Linked DNA regions of Mus musculus: region 2 is linked to region 1. The links are chromatin contacts, called in public Hi-C maps. All regions are on one chromosome and are shown on one strand. Each heading gives the region's core, a stretch centred on a gene start, on an enhancer-like site or on the middle of the called end of the contact. The rest is flanking DNA. Distances are from core to core; before and after follow the strand shown. Region 1 has its middle 93 kb from the start of Mir680-3. Region 2 has its middle 41 kb from the start of Agr3.

Evidence for each region. Hi-C and Micro-C count contacts between places; a contact is called where the count stands out from the background.
Region 2: a Hi-C map of bone marrow-derived macrophages shows a contact between it and region 1, with 13 read pairs. The contact joins two enhancer-like sites. A contact is called at or near these places in 1 of 484 Hi-C or Micro-C datasets (bone marrow-derived macrophages), 3 of 115 datasets of contacts at active chromatin or transcription factors (bone marrow-derived macrophages, cardiomyocytes and pancreatic cancer cells) and 1 of 9 other capture datasets (bone marrow-derived macrophages).

The regions. Positions count from the first base shown.
Region 1 is chr12:35,285,446-35,289,588 of GRCm38.p6, reverse strand. No RefSeq gene overlaps it. Among named protein-coding and RNA genes, the nearest start is that of Mir680-3, 93 kb to the right of the region's middle. Within about 2 kb of position 2,423, at least 36 of the 459 cell types and tissues checked have an H3K27ac peak or open chromatin away from gene starts, as enhancers often do. A contact at or near this core is called in bone marrow-derived macrophages, where this site is marked.
Region 2 is chr12:35,882,744-35,886,886 of GRCm38.p6, reverse strand. No RefSeq gene overlaps it. Among named protein-coding and RNA genes, the nearest start is that of Agr3, 41 kb to the left of the region's middle. Within about 2 kb of position 1,801, at least 32 of the 459 cell types and tissues checked have an H3K27ac peak or open chromatin away from gene starts, as enhancers often do. A contact at or near this core is called in bone marrow-derived macrophages, where this site is marked.

The sequences.
Region 1 (4,143 bases), core at 1,174-3,673:
CTAGAGTTCTAACTTTGCTCTCTATCTGTCTAGGGTGTTCTCCCTGTATACCACTGCAGTGTGACCAGTCCCTCATGTTCCCCCTACTACATACTGAGATGGTACGACTGTCAGCCTTTCTCCACTGTGGTGGATGGTTTCCCTCTAGATGGGGGACACATAATAAACATCTCCTTTCTTACGCTGATTCTATTGAATTCTCAGTTGAGTTCATAGGGAAAGTAACTGAACGTGGGTCCCTTATAATACTAAGAAAATTAATCCAGGGGTCTGTAGCAAAAGCACTGCAAGCTTTTACATAGTTGGAAATTAAACTGCAAGCTTAGGTATGTTGTTAGTAGAGCACAGTGATGACAAAATTAGAAGCAACTTTTACTTAAAGTAAAAACAGCACATCAAGGTTTTTGTAAAAATAAGTCAAAGGAGGAAATCTCTGCATTAGTATCTACATCAGGGGAAAAAAATGCTCAAAATAATTACCCAAACTCCTCCCTTAAGAAACCTGAAAATGGGACTGAATAAATCTCAAAGCAAGCAAACCAAAGGAAGGAAACCTTAAGGAAGGGAAGGGCGCATAAAACAGCAAAAAGAACGCAGATATCAGTAAGACAAAAGCTGTGCTTTAATGGATCAGCCAGAGTAACAAGCGCCTAAGCCATGAGAAAAAGAAAGGGGTGGGGCAGAGTAGGCGGGGCCAGGAAAAAGATGTAATTGTACAGGTCAGTAACTCAACAACTCAAATACAACAGACAGTGTCTGAAAAGAGTGCTACCAAAGCATGCTAGGGAAGAAACAAACATTGTTAAGTAGTTACAAACCTTGTAAAGAAAATAGATTTGTAGCTAAAACTTAACAAGGAAAATACCAGAACCAGAAGGATATACTGGCTGATTCTATCTAAATCTTGCCATTACATGAACTATAGACAAAACTTCAAAAAGGAGCACAGCCTGACTTTGTTTCTAAGGCCAGACTTGTTGTAACCACAAACTGTGTGAAGGCATAAATAACTGTCCCAGACCCTTCACTCTCAACATATAGACAAAATTCCTCAAGATACTTGACAAATTGGACCTAGCAAGCTACCAACATCAGGAAAAGGGTGACTTAAAATGGAAATATAGAATTAATCCATCATTAGCAAGTTAACGTATGCAAATTATTTTTTTAAAAAATGGGACAGACTTAATGCAAACTGATGCAGTCACTTGGGGAAGCATGAAGCAGTTTCTTATGAGCAAGCATGTACTGACCACACAACACAAAACCCTCTTCCTTAACTTTGACCAACAGAGAAATGAAATTGATGCATTCCCCGAACTGTCTGTAGTGGTTTTACTCATAAGCTCTAAGGATGGGTAGAAACGTGAGTGTCTTCCAGCTGGTAAATTCCTAAGCTCTGGGCAGCACTGGAGCCTTGGCTGGAATCCTGGACTCTGTGTGGGGAAAGGGCACTGAGCCACAGTGTCCATTCCCTGTTCTCTGCTTCCTTACTAGGTATGAGATGGGGTTACCTGCCCCAAGCTCTTGCCAATTTGGCTTTTCAGCCATGATGAAGAGTGCCTGTGGTATGAGCTATGAACCAGAATAAACCTTTCCTCTTTTAGATCACTCTGTCAAATAGGATTTTAGTACAGAAATGGGAAAAGAAACTAAGATATCTGTCAGCTTGGATCTGGCTTTCTATCCTCCAATCTATGGCAGTCCCGATGTGTTATTAGCATAATCCACAGGTATCCTAGGACACCATGGAAACCTTTTAACATCACTTCTCCTGAGCCCTGAATTTCATAAGGACACTGCTTCCTCTACAGTCTTCTTGCACAATTCTTGTTTTCTCTCTCAAGCCCCTATGTCACCAGGCTAGCAGGCACAGTGACTGCCCTTGCTTCTTAATGCTGCTCCCGGGTAATTGCTCTTCTCAACTCAACAAAAACTTCCAGAAATGTAAAAGCATACATAACACTAGAGTATCCATCCCTTCCAAATTCAGGCACCTACCGAGATCCTTCTGTCTGTACCCTTCACTGTCATCCCCTCCTCAGCTCCCTAAATGAACCACGCTCCTCTCCTAAACCAGCCTCCAGTTTGTCAGTTAGGTCTCTGCCTTAACCTGCAGTGAGGGATACCACTCCCACAGCTGGGTGTTAGACTAAATCATGAGCCATCTGCACTTAATCAAGTTTCAATTTCCCTTCTGTCCTAGCTGGTTTACTTCAACTTGACAAAAGCTAGAGTGATCAGAGAGGAGGGGGCCTCCATTTTAAAAATGTCTTTATGAGATTGGGCTGTAGGTAGGCAAACCTGTAGGACATTTTCTTAATTAGTAGTAGATGTGGAAGGGCTCAGCCCATTGTAGGTGGGGCCAGCCCTGGGCTGGCAGTCCTGGGTTTTTAAGAAAGCAGGCTGAATGAATCATGGAGAATAAGCCAGTAAGCAGCACTCCATAGCCTCTGCATCCGCTTCTGTTTCTGCCTTGTTTGACTTCCTGCCTTGATTTCCTGTGATGATGAACAGTGATATGGAAACATAAGCAAAGTAAATCCTTTGTCATCCAACAGTTTTTGGAAATGGGGTTTAATCATAGCAATAGTTTTCGTAATTAACACTGAGTATCACACACTCATGCATGCCTTCCCTTTGTCCAGACAATCTGTCTACAGTCTCCACTTAGGTCACTCTAGGTAAAGCAAACTTGAGCATTCTTGGTCAGGGATACTTGGCACCAATACACATCTAATTTTCTGCCTGTACTTAGGTATCCACCACAAAGACCACAGGAGGCAGCAGAGTATGAAAAGTCCTGTACAATAGTACTTTTCCCATTCCCCCATTCCCCCATTCCCCTATCCCCCCATCCCCCCATCCCCCCATCCCCCCATCCCCCTATTCCCCCATTCCCCCATTCCCCCAGAGACTCTGCACCTCATCTGCCTCATGGACCTCACTCTTTCTTGCTTGTTTCACTCTTAGCAAGCTGTCTTGTCCTGACACATTGCTGCTATTCACTCTTGACTAAACTCTTGAATCAATACCTGTGCAATAGCAGAATGATGCAGACGGCCTTCAGAATAAATCAAGGACCATGATACAGCACATGAAGGCAGAGAACGATCAGGGAAGAAGCATAGTTAGCAAAAAGAGAAGTAGATATTGCTGATTTCATCCCAGGTACATTTGTAAGAAGAAGGGTGCTAAGTGGTGGTATTGACTTGTGTCTGATGCAAAGTAGACATTTGTGCTAAAAACATCAAATAACTCAATAGATACACTATTGATAGCCTGATTCTATGACCATCATCACACACATTGCTACAGTCCATAAATTCTTGTTCTGCTGGCCCAGGAAAGCCTGACCTGGCACACATGAAAATTCTGAATAGTCTGACTGCTCCTAACATGTGTTTGATTACTACTGACTTCAACACTCATGGTTTGACTGACCCTGTAGGAGAAAACGTGGTAGATATGAAGGAAGTGGTTCCTCTAAGGAAAAAGCTACACCTTCAGAGGAGGGGTAGACACTTACAGATGAATATAATCAAGCCAGGTATGGAGGTGTATGCCTGTAATCCCAGAACATGGGAGATGAAAGCAAGAAGGCAGGAAGAGGTTCAAATCCAACCTCTACCACATCAAAAATTAAAGGCCAGCCTGGGATACATGATGAGACCTTTTCTTTAAGAAAGAAAGAAAGAAAAGATAGATAAATTCTAAAGTCATCTAAAAAGTTGGGTAGATTAAAATAATGTTCTTATAATTTAAAGGATTCTCTTTGGTGCAGGGAAGAATCTTATTCATATTTTTATTTACTTTACTATTTAATTTAAAATGTCAGATATTTTCTGAGAGCTGTGAAATATATTGAACTTCTTTGAAGTTTTTACTTAACATATTTTCTCCAGATCTCTAATACTTCAGTTAAAAATAAAAGTAACTGTTTATAGGACTACTGATTCAAAATAGATTCTAAACTCACATGACTATGTATGCTGCATAGCACACCTATTCTAGCTCAAAAGCTTTCATTTAGTTGATTGAGATGTGCTGTCTTAGTGTGTTGGAGCTCAATTTAATTCCATGCAGCAGGATGCTCCTTGAAAGATACCAAGAATTGCCCGATAAGGCAAGTACCTCTTCCTT
Region 2 (4,143 bases), core at 552-3,051, 600 kb before region 1:
GCTTTGTATGTCTGTGCTCCACACACATGCACGGTGCCCATGCAGGATAGAAGAATGTATAGGATCTCCTATAATTAGAATGACAGGCAGTTGTGAGCCACCATATGGGTGCTAAGCATTGAACCCAAGTCCTTTGGTAGAGCAGATAGTGCTCTTAAGAGTTGAGCCACCTCCAGCCTTGTCTTCACTTTTTTTTTTTTTAAGCACCAGAAGTTATAGGCATTTCTGATTTTATGATTACAAATAGTTGAGGAAAGCAGAGGGGAATAATGTACTTTCTATTTAGTCAGCACCACATAATGCTGAAGGTTCAAGCGCTTACGTGTGCTGACTTTTAAGAGAGTTTTCCATGTCTCCTGGACTCTTCAGTTCTTTCGTCCATTTTTATTTGGAGGCAAGAGTTCCCTTTGGTTGGCTTACTCAGACCATCCAGGGGGCAAGGATCTAGATGAACAGAAATAGACTGCAACACAGAATCTGCTGGGAGTTAATTTTTAACAAAGATTTATTTTCATGTAAGGATACATATTTGTCTCAGTGTCTGTATGGCAGGTGTATGCAAGAACCCGTGGTATCGGATCTCCTGGAGCTGAAGTTATGTGCAGCTGTGAACCATATAACTTGGGTGCTGGGAATCGAACTCAGATCCTCAGAAAGAGCAGCAAAAGAGCTCCTAACAGGTGCTCCATCTTTCAGATCATACGTTTTTACTTGTTTCTACCAACACTCCTCTCTTAGACACAGGACTAAGAACGATTTATTCTTTACTAGAATAAAGGGGATAACTAATTAAATAACTAACGAATAAGTTAAAAAATGGTCACCCATTATTGACTCTTCTAAGGAGTCCATCCGTGTTATGTTTCCTCAAAGAACTCAGGGCCGTTTAGATTCTCTCCAAGCAAAGAGAGATCGTTTCTGCCTTAGAATAGGAAGAAGCAATGGTGACCACAATCCCCAGGATCAGAAGACCATAGAGTCATGGTAAGTTTTTAAAGTTAATAGAAAGGTAACTTCAGTGTTAAAATGGGGCCAAATAGGGATAATGGCTGCCGGGCGCCTTTGGGCTTTCCTGACTTCTCTCAGCTGCTCTCTGCTACATCCTGATGGAACCAGATCGATGACTGTGCACAGATTGCACATGCAAACATTTTCACTTGGCTCCCGACAAGAATTAAACAAACATCAACGGATGCCTAACATGTTTTCTTGAGGGCTTTTCTAGATTTTCATCGGAGGCTACGAGTTTCGTTAAAACATTCATGATTTCACTGTGCGATTTTTTTTTTTTTTCGGAAGAGCTCAGCGGAATGGGCAGACTGGGAGTTCCAGAGACTGGGAGCCAGAACTTGGAAGTCACTGTCCACCTTAAAACATCCACTGGGAGGGGAGGCGTGCAGGTGGGGCTGTGTCTTAGTTGCTGTGGTTTACGGGTGCCACAGTTACTTTTCCGCTGTTCTCTCTTCCAACACCGCTCGAACTCTCTTCAAGCTGCTTCCCTTTTTAAGACCCTGTTTCTCGCTTCCCCTTCCCTCTGGTTCCTCCCCGTGTTATTCCTCCCTTCCCCCAACCTTATTTTTGTGACTTTTCCCTCATAACAGACTCATCCCCTGCTCTGCTTAGAAACTAGTCTTTTTGTTTTTCTATGGGTCCCACTGCTTTGCTTTGCAAAGAACTGGGAATTTGTTTACACAGTTATGTTTGCACACTAAAAGCCTGCTTACTTGAATTGGCTCCCACTGTGAGACAACCTCCACTTCTGCTGCTTACATTTTTCCTACACAGGAGACATTCACAGGGCACCCAGCTGCACAAGGTGGCGCTATGTGCTCACCGACCACACATTCTAATAGTAGCTTGGTCTTGATCAGAACAAAGCTCTTTGTTTTTGTTTGCTTGTTTGTTTGTTTTTTTGTTTGTTTGTTTGTTTTAAAAAAAGAAAAGCAGCATTCTCATATAGGCAGAAGATGGCAATGTTTCCTGTTCTCTGACATGTTTCCTCAGTGTGTGTGGAGTTAATTATTGCTCCTTGGATGTGGGCTTGCAGTCTCAAACCTCCTATACCCCTTTTAGAAATGTAAAGCTCTAAAGAGAGATCCATTTGCTGGGTGCAGTTGCCCCTTTAATGTCAGCACTTGGGAGGCAGAAGCAGGCAGATCTCCAGGAGTTTGAAGACAGTCTGGTCTATATAACAAGCTCCAGGTCAGCAAGGCTATATAATGTCTCAAGGAAAGAAAAAAAATAATGATAATTACTTTCAGCAAATTGTTTATATGAAGGTCGAAATATAAATGCCAACAGTGGCTCCTCCTTAAACCTCTTCCTTAAACTACCAAAACTACTGCTGACCCATAGGTTTTCCCATTTCTCTCTAGGCATGTCCTGGATAAAACTTGGACCTCACACTTCCTCAGATCCCATCAGCTTCTTCACCCTGAAACTCCCACAGTGGACCGCCTACCCCCACCCCAAGAAGACCCAGAGAACTGTCACAGTGTTGTGGGCTCCCATTCCCATACTACATGGGTGGCACAGGCCAATTCTTTTGCTTCTCCTGCAGTGCTTAATTATACACAGACTGAAGAGCTAGGGATCGGAGGAGTAGAGATACCCAGAAGGCCCATTTTCAATAGCTAGGGTCTGAAAAGACGTCCAGGACATGATTACCACATGGCCCTGGTTGTCTGACTCATAGAGTACACTTTGTGGAATGTTGACTTAGTAAAGAAAATTAAAAAATAAAAATAAAAACCATTGGATTTCTCAGGGATTGAAGATTAAACAAAGTAATAAAGACATATATTTATAATAACAGTATAACAAGCCACATTATTGCATATGCTAGAGTTTATATAAGTCAAGTAATAGATTTGTAGGTAAGTCACAATGCCAAACAAGATCATGCAAGCATGTTATGTGTTACGAACCAGGATTAGTTCCCTGGGGCCTCTGATTTGTGGGACTTCCTCATAGCGCTCAGCTGAGGTGCTGCATGCCACCTGTGCTGAGGCTTGCCTCTGCTACACAGTTTCCAGGGTCTTGTCAATAAGTACTGACATGTTCATGCCATGCTAACCTGTGCAACAGTTTTCTGAGGGACCTGAAAGCAGGAAGAAAAACAGACTGATAAGAGAGTCCATAGAACTACTTACTCACAGTGAGGCAATTAAATTAAAAAGGCAACACGTAACAGAACTAAACAATGTCCAATGGTTGAACATGGCTTAACGGAGAGAGGCACCAATATTATCTGTTGGGTGTTTAAGTCTTCTGAGCATTAGTATGTTCTGTTCCTCTGAGGTAATGCCTTCTGTCTTCTCTCAACTGTGCTTAGGATGCCCAATGCCACCTCAGGTTCTCCTACAGTGGTTTTCTCATCCATTTAACCCCTTGAGTGATGTTGGCAGAATCCCATGTGCCCCATGGCAGTGTGCTTTTCCCATTCTCTTTCTTTCTCTTTCCTATTACTGTGTTCAGAGAAACCCCCACTCTACCAAGAGAAAGAAAGAAAGAGAGAAAGAGAGAGAGAGAGAGAGAGAGAGAGAGAGAGGGAGAGAGAGAGAGAAAGAAAGAAAGAAAGAAAGAGAGAAAGAAAGAAAGAAAGAAAGAAAGAAAGAAAGAAAGAAAGAAAGAAAGAAGGGAAAGAAATTCTGTAAGTTCACCAGGTCACAAAAGAAAAGAAAAGAAATTTAAAAAGAAGATGTAAAAATATTCCTAGTTGGGAATAGGAGAGGTATCAGTGAGAGAGACAGTAGACAATAGAGGACAATGGGGGATGGACATGACCACATGCATGATGGAGATAAACCGAAAGACCACAATGAACCCAGCACTGCGTATAATATATTAATGCAGGTTTTTTAAGAGTTAAGATTCCTAGGGTGAGACTCTGTTGCAGGGCCATCCTCTCCCTATTCTGCCATTTGGAGGTCTCACTCACCTAAAGAGTGTTTTCCTGCTGAAGTCACAAAGCCAGTCAGATGTGTATCCTACTCACAAACACAGGATTCTCTCCCAGGGTCATAATGGAAACACTGGTAAAATCTGTGTGTTTGTATGCTCAAGTAAAAGAAGTCAAACTGAAAGTCACAGGAAATCTTTTTAGCTATTTGGAGATTCTCATTCACAATGGTGAAAATCGTC